Regions from separate parts of the Mus musculus genome. Here region 2 is linked to region 1. Evidence: chromatin contacts called from public HiChIP or PLAC-seq data. All regions are on one chromosome and are shown on one strand. Each heading gives the region's core, a stretch centred on a gene start, on an enhancer-like site or on the middle of the called end of the contact. The rest is flanking DNA. Distances are from core to core; before and after follow the strand shown.

Region 1 (5,921 bases), core at 2,935-5,434:
CGGGTCAGTTGCTCTGGGTAGTCAAGCTTTTCATGGGAAGTAGTTCCGTTTGCAGATAAAGAACTTGTCAGAATGGGAGGAAAACACAAAGAAAGAGGAAACTGGCCAAATGGGCAAGACCATGGCACAACAGAATGAACCACGGACACACGCAAGCACGCATGCATGACTGTCTCTTCGTGGAGATGGGCATCTGCCCCTGGGGAAGGGAGGTGGGAGAGGAGGTTACTGTCACTGTGATAGAAGTCAGCCTCTTTGCTAAACAGAGCAAACAGTGAAACGATACAGTTTCTACATCCACGCTGGGTGTCTACTTAAACCTCTCGTCGGCCTTCATCTCGCAAGTGCTGCGATTTCAGGAGTACACCACCATGCCTGGCTGTTCCTTTTTATCCCTGCCCACTTCCCTTCCTGCTGACCTTAAACTTGCAATCTTCCTGCCTGAGCAGAGACTGAAGCTGAGTGCCACCATGGCCAACTCTAACCTCCTTAATTTTACCTCAAATCCAAGTGTCTGAGTGATTCCTTTCTTGGCTTATAAGACTCCTTTGCTTCTTCTTATAGGCAGTTCAAAGATAGATGAATTTTTTTGTTTGTTCTGATATTTGGGGTGGGGTGGGGGTTGGGGAGGTTTCGAGACAGGGTTTCTCTGTATAACCCTGGTTGTCCTGGAACTCATTCTGTAGACCAAGCTGACCTTGAACTTAGAAATCCACCTGCCTCTGCCTCCCATGTGCTGGGATTAAAGGCTCATATCATATACCCCAGTCACACTCTTCTCCCACCCCTTTATATCAGCCCTCCACTCTTGCAACCTCTCTCCGTGCCCCCCCCCCAATAAAAATAAACATCTCAGGCTGGAGAGATGGCTCAGTGGTTAAGAATACCAACTGCTCTTCCAGAGGTCCTGAGTTCAATTCCCAACAACCACATGGTGGCTCACAACCATCTGTAATGGAGTCTGGTACCCTCTTCTGGTGTGCCTGAAGAGAGCAGTGGTGGTGTACTCATATGTATAAAATAAATACATCTTTAAAAAAAACATCTCACTGAGGAGGCTGTGGTGTGTCACACGGTATACCAAACAGGTTCACTTGCAAATGTTTATTGCAATTGAGTCATCGGTCTGGTCCGAGGCCTCTGGGTTCTGCTCCACTATCCACCCTTGATCTTAATCAAAAGGCTGGGAAGCGATCTGCTCCACTATCAGTACTGGATCCTCACCTGTGTCGTGGGGATCCTGCAGCTTTGGTTCTGCAGGACCAGGATCAGCCCCTTCACAAGCCCCAGCGGTTCGCAGATAGGAGGGATGCTGGAACGGGACAGCTCAGAGCCCTGGCTCCGGATCTGGTTGGGAGCTGAGTTGGTTTGCCCAACAGCTCTCCAGCATCCACACCACCAGGGCCAGCTCTCCTGACATGCCCCAGCTAGCTCACCTAAGACCGAAGCCAGCAAGGAGATGAGCCAGATTTCCTGCTCCTACACCCTTAGGGCAGCTCTCTGAGCCCAGGGCCACCAGGGCCAGCTCACTGTGCTGCCCAAGCCAGGTGTGGATCTGCTCTCCCAAGTGCTGCTGGAATTTAAATTCATTGACCAGGCTGGCCTTGTACTCATAGAGATCTGCCTGCCTCTGCCCCCTGAGTACTAGAATTAGAAAGGTGTGTAGCCCCCATGCCCTGCACAGCCTGAGGGAACTGTAACCCCAGAGGGTGCTGTGGCTGGCATGAGACTCAGCTGCCAAAATCCACATGTGTCTGCTTGGTCTGCTCATATCTCACTTGTTGAGATGGCTCACTACCTCATGACTAACGTCATGACTGTTGGTTATAACATGCTATTTTTAGAATTGAGGCTTCCCACTGAAGGATTTTTGTTTTTGTGTTTGTTCTTTTGGTTTTTTTTTTTTTTTTTGAGACAGGGTTTCTCTGGGTAGCCCTGGCTGTCCTGGAAGTATTTTGTAGACCAGGCTGGCCTCGAATTCAGAAATCTGCCTGTCTCTACCTCCTGAGTGCTGGGATTAAAGGCATGCACTACCGCTGCCCAGCTCCATTGAAGGCTTAAGTCTGACAATATCTTGTTAAGCTGCACACACAGAAGGAGGGCTTAGATGGTCCTCAGGCCTCCTGGCTCCATCATTTGTCTATCTCCTCGCTGTCTTTATGTTTTATCAGTGCATTCTGGGAAGTCACGCCACACAATGGACTGCATTTATTTCCTCCCTTCCTTTGAAGGGTGTGTGTGTTCACGTATCTGTGTGCACAGGTAGAGGCCTGAGGTGGACACTGGGTATTCTCAATTACCAACCTATCGTGTGTTTTAGACAAGGCTGAAGCCAGAGTTCCTGGATTTGGCCAGCAAGTCCCAAGGACACTCCTGTCTCTGCCTCTTCAGCACAGGGTTTCTGGTGCAAGCTGCCATGCCTAGCTTCTAGTGCTAGGGACCCAAACTTGGTTCCTCAAACTTGTGCAGCACCCACTGAGCCATTGTCACAGCCCCTGGCCTGCAACTGACAGAAAGTTCTTGTGACAGGCATGGCTGACTTCTCTCTTATAGAACAATAGATGCTTAAATCTATTTAATTTTTTAATAATTTTTCGTATTTATTTTTATGTGTATGAGTATTTTGTCTACATGTATGTATGTGCATCACATGAGTGCCTGGTACTTGTAGAGGTCAGAAGAAGGCTCCCCATGATCCCATGAAACTAGAGTTATAAATGGTTGTGAGCCACCATGTGGGTCCTGGGAACTGAACCTAGGTCTTCTGCAAGAGCAACAAGTGCTTTAAACCACCAAGCCATCTCTACAGCCTTGCACTAGACAGTTAACTTAGTACTTGTTTTCTTAACTAACAACTATTTTTCCCAGCTCCTCTTGCAGCTACGGCGAGTATAGCCTAGTCAATAATGGCAGAAATGTGGCCAGTCCTGGTGGCAGACACCTTTAATCCGAGCACTCAGGTGACAGAGGCAGGCAGATCTCTCTGAGTTTGAGGCCAGCCTGGTCTAAATCTGAGCTCCAGGCTACATAGTGATACCTTGCCTCAAACTCACTCATTCACTCATTTATTCATTCAGGGCTGGAGAGATGGCTTAGTGGTTAAGAGTACTTGCTTTTCTTCTAGAGAATGGGGTTTAGTTCCCAGTACCTACATAGTGACTCATAATCACCTGTAACTCAAGGTGCAGGAGATCTGATTCCCCCTTCTGGTATCCATGGGCACCAGGCAAGCATATGGTACACACACACACATGCAGGGAAGCACTTGTACTTATAACATAAAAACAAATAAGAAGTAAAACACAGCTGGGTGTGGTGGCGCACGCTTTTAATCCCAGAACTCCGGAGGCAGAGGCAGGCGGATTTCTGAGTTGGAGGCCAGCCTGGTCTACAAAGTGAGTTCCAGGACAGCCAGGACTATACAGAGAAACCCTGTCTCGAAAAAAAACAAAACAAACAAACAAACAAACAAACAAAAAAAAACAAAAAAAAACAAAAAGAAGAAGAAGAAGAAGAAGAAGAAGAAGAAGAAGAAGAAGAAGAAGAAGAAGAAGAAGAAGAAGAAGAAGAAGAAGTAAAACACAGGAGTGGCAAGGAAGTGGCGATCTCCAGGTGAGCTCTGCAGGGTAAATGTGGATGCAATGACAGTAGCTGGAACAGCCACTGGGGAATCATGAAACAAAAGCTGGACATCCAGAGGCAGAGAGAGATTTCAGAAGCCTGGAAAGTTCAGATGACTTAGGGGACATCACTAATTGAACCCCCACTCTCCATGTTCTAGCCTCTCATCTCAGAAAAGCCAAGCCTTTGTTGTCTGAGTTGCTATTAACTCTATCTGTCTGTTTCATGCCTGAAACTCTCATGTTCCGGAAGATGCTGCCTGGCTGGGAGTCCAGCAGCCAGCCCAGGCTATCTCTGGTCCCTGCCAGTCCTGTGGTTGCCGGGGGCAGCAGGGCTGGGCTGTATGCTCACCCATCTTCTCTCATTCCCTCAGATATGCTTTCCCTTAACCCCAGTCCTGACCTTTCATGATGGATCTGTGGGTTAGACTACATTTAAAACTGAAATGGAAAAAATAAAAAGAGTCCAAATGGAAAAAATGAGCCTCTGCTTGGAGACAGGGTTTCTTGCAGTCTCTCTGAGAGGCCAGAGAGTTTATAGCTGTTGTACAGTATCCAGGAGAAAGCTTATGAAATATTATTCCTTTTACCCCCTTTTACCAAAACATGAGTCATTTTTTTAATTGACTCTGAGTTTTCCCTTTAAGCCTGATTTCCCAGCATGCCTAGGATATAGCACTTCCCAGCGAAGAAATATTTAGGCTCATGTGGTTTCTCTGAAGTCTGGTGGACAGCTGGGGATTTCCCTGGGGGGTAGGGGACAGAATGGGAAGGCTAATAAAGGAAAGGGTTGGGGTATAGCAAGACAGAAATGGGGGAGGGGATGGTCGGAGCCTCTAGCACAGCAGAAAGGAAGCAGGCCAGTGCTGGGCCTGTGAGACACAGAGGTTTACTGTCGAAAAGACAGGATGCTGCTGGTTGGTTCCAGGAGCACAGCCTCAGTTGTAGCCCTCTCTGGGATGAGCAATGCTATAGGCGTCAGTGCCTAGTCAGACTGGACCACCTGAGGAGAAGCAGAAAGCCAGGAAAAGACCTAGGGAGAAGGCTCAGGAGTGAAGCGTGTGGAATACAAGAATGAAGATCTGAGTTGGATACTCAGAACCCAGGCTGGCAGGATGGCTCAGTGGGTAAAGAGCACTGTCTGCTCTTCAGAGGTCCTAAGTTCAAATCCCAGCAACCACATGGAGATCTGACACCCTCTTCTGGTGCGTCTTAAGTCAGCTATAGTGTATGTACGTATACTAATAAATCTTTGGGCCGGAATGAGCGGGGTTGACCAGAGAGAACAGAGGTCCTAAAAAAGACAACCACATGAAGGCTCACAACCATCCGTACAGCTACAGTGTACTCACATACATAAATAAAAAAATCTTTTAAAAAGAAAAGAAAGATTTATAAGAACCCATTGGGGCAAAGGCTGCTGGGAGTGGACCACTTCTGTCATCCCTGTGCTGAGGAAATACACACAGGCGGGTCTCAGGGGCTCACTGACCAGCCAACCTAGCTAATTAGTGAGCTCCAGGTTCAGGGGACTGGAGAGATAGCCCTGACTGCTCTCGCAGCAGACCCTGGTTCAGTCTCGAGTACACACATGGAGGCTCGTAACCACCTGCAACTCTAGTCCAGGGGATCTGACATGTTTTTCCAGCCTCTGAAGGCACTGCATACATGTGACACATACATGCTAGCAAAACACCCATACAGATAAAGTGAAAATAAAGGGGAGAAAAAAAGAAAGTGGAGCATGATTTAGGGACATAAGAAAACAGGTAGTGTCCACCTCTACACATATATACACACCACACACACACATATATATTCATATACATACTCACACACAACACTCACACACACATAAACACGCGTACTCTCACACATTCACACCCCTCACACACACATGCACTCAGACACACATATACATACACACATATACACACACTCAAATATTCATACACACTCACACAATGCCACACATACTCCCACACATTCACTCATACGCAGTCACATACACATACAGTCTCACATACACAATCACACGCACACTCAAATACACACTCACTAACACACAAAACTCACACAAATATACACGCATGCACTCACACACACATAAACACATGCACTCACACACATTCACACCCTCACACACATGTACTCACAGACACGCACACACACGTTCACACACACACACTCAAACATTCACATACACTCATACAATGCTACACATACTCCCACACACTCACTCATACATAGTCACATACACATAGGATCTTACACACAGTCACATATATACAATCTCTCTCA
Region 2 (5,351 bases), core at 2,027-4,526, 320 kb after region 1:
ATACAATCCACCAAGTTACATAATACAAAAGGAATGTATACATCAAAAGAAGGTAGGGACCAGGCTGCTGCCACTAAGAAGGGAGCCAGGTGTAAAGCTAGTCTATTGCTAAGCCCATCACCAGGGGTTCTACTTTAGCAGACCTTCTCATGAATACTGCAATACCACAACACCTCTATTTCCTAGGCCTTGATAAATTCTTATGAGTGTAACTTTAAGTATCTGGAGAATCTCCACTTGTCAGAAGAATTCACCAACTTGCTTCTAATGTGCAATGTAGCCTGTACTGAAGATTTCTGTCTCAGTGGGATTCCCTGGCTCTTTCATGGTATTCCCTTGTTTGGGTGAGACTGGTTACTGTCCTTAGTCAACACTCTGCAGACCAGCCCTGAGCTGCTGGCTCCGTCTTTTGTAATGCTTAATTAGTTTCACTGTCTTTACCATGCTCCTTGGCGTGGTGGCACACACCTTTAATTCCAGCACTTGGGAGGCAGAGGCAGGCGAATTTCTGAGTTCGAGGATAGCCTGGTCTACAGAGTGAGTTCCAGGACAGCCAGGACTATACAGAGAAACCCTGTCTCGAAAAACCAAAAGAAAAAAAAAGAAAAAAAAAAAGCATTTTCTAGGACATTGGAACACTGGTGAAGTCTCTGGCTATGTTAGAATTCAATCTTTAAAGGCACTTATAATAAGATAATACTAAAAGAGAGCACGTGGATCCATACACCAGACTAACTCGGGGATAGGGTATGAGTATACGGGTTATAAGAACGCTAAAGCTCCAGGAGGTGAGTTCCTTTTGAAACTCTTTGCCTCGTGAGTTCTCCCAGGCTTCTCAGCCTGTCAAGTAGACTTCACTGGAGTGTGCATAGCACACACACACACACACACACACACACACACACACACACACACACAGTATGGGGATGAGGCCAGAGCCTACTCATGAAATTCAGTTACCCTTACCTCTCCTATGCACTTTCATGTATGGGCTGAGGGTAACTTATAGGGTACATATGGAATGTTAAGTAATTCAGTGCATAGGATAAAGTTCCCACACTCTGAGCTATCATCACACATGTGGTATGATGTTGGGGCTCAAGGTTTTGAATTTTGGATTCTTAGGACTGCTCAATGCCTTTTTTCTTTTTCATTTCATTTCTTTTGTTTTCTTTCCTTTAAAAAAAAAAAGAAAAAAGAAAGAAAAGAAAAGGTCTCTGCTCCCTGAAGCCCTGGCTGGACTAGAAAGTACTGGACTGGCCTTGAACTCAAAACAGTCCCTCTGCCTTAGCCCCCTGAAGGCAGAGATTACAAGTGTTTGAGTTGGGCAGTTAAGAGCCCAGATCCACACCATCATTTCCTTGGTGGCAATGGTCTCCGTTTCCTGCTGTACAGAGATGACTGCATCTCATACTTCTCCACCCCGTCTGTCATATGCTCTTGCTTCCTGCAATGCATCACGTCCTACATAGAAATATAGTGGTCCAGGGGACTCTGTACTCCATTATGTGCTCTACATAGCTGAAGTGACCTCCCAGGCCATGGCAACAGTATTCTTCTAAACATCAAAGAGATAAAGGTACTTCTGAACCAGTGCATGCTGGGCCTTCTCCATGTTACCTGCCTCCTGGATTTGTTTGATGGTTGGCTGCTTGACTCCTTCCAGTTGAGCAATTATCAAGTTTTTCAACAGATTCTCCACTAGAGGTACCATGTTTCTTAGTCATATATTGTGACTCGTTTATAGGATAGGTGACAATGATAGTCATCATTGTCACAATGAGTCCTCCTACTGATATTGTACAGAAGGTCTCTGAGGTGATCACATATATTTCTTTGGATAGAAAATACAAGATAAGGGCTGGAGAGATGGCTCAGTGGTTAAGGGTGCTGACTGCTCTTCCAGGGGTCCTGAGTTTAATTCCCAGCAACCACATGGTGGCTCACAACCATCTGTAATGGGATCTGATGCCCTCTTCTGGTGTGTCTGAAGACAGCTACAGTGTACTCATATACTTACTTAAAATAAATAAGTAAATCTTTTTTTAAAGATTTATTTTGTTTATGTATTTATGCTGTCGTGTTGGTGGCAGAAAGTTCTACCTGGGACAGCATGGTCTTTGTAGGTTCCGGCATTGGTCTTTGTGTTCCTGTGAGCTTGGCCTCTGTTCCCTTTCTTCCAACCCTGTGTCCAAATTCTTGGAGACCTCACTGGCCAGACTTGGTCACATGACCAGCATTGCAAGGGATACTGGGCAAGAGAATGTGTGACAGGGTCTTGATGGACCTCAATGAGTGCTGGTGTAGAGGTGTTGTCCTAGCAGGAGTTGAGAGATGGTTAGAGATCAAAATGAAGCCTCTGACAGGAGCTTGAGGGAGAGGGGGCTGCAAAGTACTGTGGGGCAACCTTGGTTTGGAAGATGCCTATGTGGCTACAGGCGTGTTTAAAGGAAAGACTGACCAGCATAGGATCATGGAGGACTCTCATCTTATTTCGCCCATTTGTCATAATTACTCCAGAGCAATAGCAGACATTAAAGGAGGTGGGGAATCCCTTTAATCCCGGCACCAGGTGGCAGGAGCAGACAGATCTCATGTTCAAGGCTAGGCTGGTCTACAGAGAAAGTTCCAGGACATCCAGGCCTACATAAAAAAAGCTAGTCTCAAAGGTGGTGGTGGGGGTGGGGGAGTGTCAAGGGCCTGGGAAGAGGCTCACTGGGGACAAAACCTGGTGACCTCAGTGTGGTTCCTAGAACCCATGTGAAGGCAGAAGGAGAGGACAAGCTCTGCAGAGTTGTCCTCTGACCTCCCCATGGCCAGTGTGGCATGTGTCCCCTTCCATCACACACACACACACACACACACACACACACACACACACACACACTGAGACTAAGAAAAGAATAAGTAAAGAAGGAATGAGGCTGTAGGTGTGGCCCAGTGGCACACACAGCCCTGTCCTGCGTGAGGTTCAAGTTCTGCCCCCAGTGGCACACACGGCCCTGTCTTGCGTGAGGTTCAGGTTCCGCCCTCAGGGATGAAAACAGTGAAACCCGCTAGTTGTGTTCTTCATAAAGTCAGGGCGAAGGAGTCGCTCTCCTTGGGAACTCACTTCAGTCTCTTTGTGGGCAGGGGTGCCTGGGCTTTCCTCTGTCCCCAAGGACAGAGCTGGGGTCCTTAGTATCTTCACTTCAGAGACCCAGGACTTGGTGATTTGCTGAGGCACACAGCCTGCGTGGAGGACTCTGGAAGGGCTGGGGGGAGGAGGAGTCGGGGAGAGTTGGATGACGGCCCAAGCAGCTCAGAGGAAATGGCCACAGAGGCAAGAAGGTTATTCTTAGATATGGGGCAGCAGAGTCTGACATATTTCCCCTGCCCTCATTACAGGGGACATGGTTCATGTTTCTGTCATAGATGGTCAAAGACAGAAAAGTGACAGTCACTTTTTCTACCTCATGGGAGCCTTCAGGCATGAAGACCTGGAGACATGAAGAACTTTTGTATATACACATGTTTTATGTGTGGGTATGCATGCATGTGTGTGTATATACACGTGTGTGCACACATGTAGAGGGCAAAGGTCAACATTGCTGTTCCCCCAGGAGCCATCCACCTTGGGTCCCCTCCCCCCGAAGATTTGATAATTGTATGTTGTATGCATATGTGTGTGTGTGAGAGTGTGGGTGCCCTTGGAGGGTGAAAGAGGGCTCTGAGCCCCTCCACCTGGAGTTTATAAGGGGTTGCGAACTGCCGATGTGGATTCTGGGAATGGAACTCTGTTCCTCGGCAAGAGTGGTACACACTGTCTCTACCTGATTAACCCGTCCCTCCAGACGTGACTTGGGTTTCTGAGACAGGATCTGGAAACTGGGACTCACTGATGAAATTGGGCTGGCTGGTCAGCAAGCCCCATGGACTCTGTTCTCAGCTCCACAGTCCTGGGGTTCCAGGCATGTAGTGCTGCACACAGCTCCTCCAGAGTCCTGCCTTGCATTCTGGAGATCTTAAGTCAAGTCCTCATGCTTGCATGGTAAGGACAAGCTTTTCTCCCAGCCCTTGGAGAAACTTGGTTTGATGCTCAGGTCTGCTACGGGGCAGTGGTGTGTAGAGCTATGGCTGGGCAAACAGCATTAGCAGGCTCTGGACAGACTGGGGTGGGGCTAGTGGGGAGTCTATTCAGAGTCTTTGAACGTCCTGATCTTCAAGGGACCAGGAAAGAGGACCAGAATCTTGTTGAAGCTTGGTGGCCTGCTTTGGGAAAGATAGCCCAGCTTATGTGAGCAGCCTGGATGGAAGCATCTCTGGTTTTTGTGACTCATTCTGGGACAGAGGAGGGTCAGGAACACTCATATACCAAGGCCTTGTAGTTCCCGGGGGCTTTCTGTGCCCCACATACCAAGCACTTACTATGGTCTGTAGCCACCGGTGCATAGTTCTGGAGATCTAGTCACGCTCTGCCTTATTTTATCCCACAGAACACATGTCGGAGGCGAGACTTATGGCCAGAGACGTCATCAAGACTGTTCCACACGACCAGGTCCCCCAACCTCCAGTGGCCTCTGAGACTCCCAGCATGAAGGAGCCTGTGAGAGACGTGGACCTCATGGAGTGCGTGGAAGGCAGGTAGGGCCTGACTGGACTCTCCACTGGACATGGGTTGGAACAGCACCTTCTATATAGAGGAGTGGGGGGAAGGGGAGTGGGGAGATAACAGGGCAAGGAGCTCCTGGAGGTCCCCCCACCCACACAGGGCTCCAGTGTGTTTCCTGGGTGTCGGGACCAGCACAATGCAGCCTGAACCTGGGCCATCTGGTTTCACTAGTAGAGGGCTTATCTGTTGTTGCCTCTGTGTCCAGAAGGCCAAGTCCCTCCCTGCTCAGGCTCTGAGACCCATCCTTCATTTCCCAGCAGAAAGAGAGAGCAGCCATACTGGCCAGGGCGAGTCCTTCTGCACATAGGCAGGTCAGCACAGGCTCTTCACGTGTACCCTCAGCTTCAGGGTTCTCTGCCACTCTGGTTGTGGAATCAGTGTCGCCTCACTTTCTGCTCCATTCCTGAGTGGAATGAAGCCGGGGACAGTGTTTTCCTGGGGGGTCTCTCAGGGAATAGGCGGGACTAAATCCGCTCAACTCGGTTGCCAGGCGACCTTCCAGGTTCCTTGAACCCTTGTGACCATCAGAATCAGGAAGAAACCTAGGACACTGGGTGTGTGGAACAGGTGGCTCTGGAGATGCCCTCTGTAGGGACTTTCCAGTGAGCTGCTGTGTCGCTGGTGTGGAATGTGTGGGCAAACCCCAGGAAGGGCTTAGCCAGGCTGGTTTCAGTGTGTGTGTGTGTGTGTGTGTGTGTGT

The links. HiChIP or PLAC-seq counts read pairs in DNA pulled down with a chosen protein or histone mark.
Region 2: a contact with region 1 is called in an H3K4me3 HiChIP or PLAC-seq map of bone marrow-derived macrophages, with 3 times the contacts expected there. The contact joins two enhancer-like sites. A contact is called at or near these places in 1 of 39 promoter capture datasets (the SN4741 cell line), 1 of 15 datasets of contacts at CTCF or cohesin (the NIH/3T3 cell line), 31 of 484 Hi-C or Micro-C datasets (3T3-L1-derived adipocytes, the C3H10T1/2 cell line, CD8 T cells and 23 more), 10 of 115 datasets of contacts at active chromatin or transcription factors (bone marrow-derived dendritic cells, bone marrow-derived macrophages, craniofacial prominence and 7 more) and 4 of 9 other capture datasets (adipose tissue, embryonic stem cells, liver and 1 more).

What each region holds. Positions count from the first base shown.
Region 1 is chr15:83,211,652-83,217,572 of GRCm38.p6, forward strand. No RefSeq gene overlaps it. Among named protein-coding and RNA genes, the nearest start is that of A4galt, 37 kb to the right of the region's middle. Within about 2 kb of position 4,185, at least 103 of the 459 cell types and tissues checked have an H3K27ac peak or open chromatin away from gene starts, as enhancers often do. A contact at or near this core is called in the MNK3 cell line, adipose tissue and bone marrow-derived macrophages, where this site is marked.
Region 2 is chr15:83,536,820-83,542,170 of GRCm38.p6, forward strand. It overlaps Bik (BCL2-interacting killer), which reads left to right. Exons shown (of 5, transcript NM_007546.2): 2 at 4,476-4,623. The coding sequence starts at 4,481. It also overlaps the pseudogene Gm46495. Among named protein-coding and RNA genes, the nearest start is that of Bik, 13 kb to the left of the region's middle. Within about 2 kb of position 3,277, at least 27 of the 459 cell types and tissues checked have an H3K27ac peak or open chromatin away from gene starts, as enhancers often do. A contact at or near this core is called in the MNK3 cell line, adipose tissue and bone marrow-derived macrophages, where this site is marked.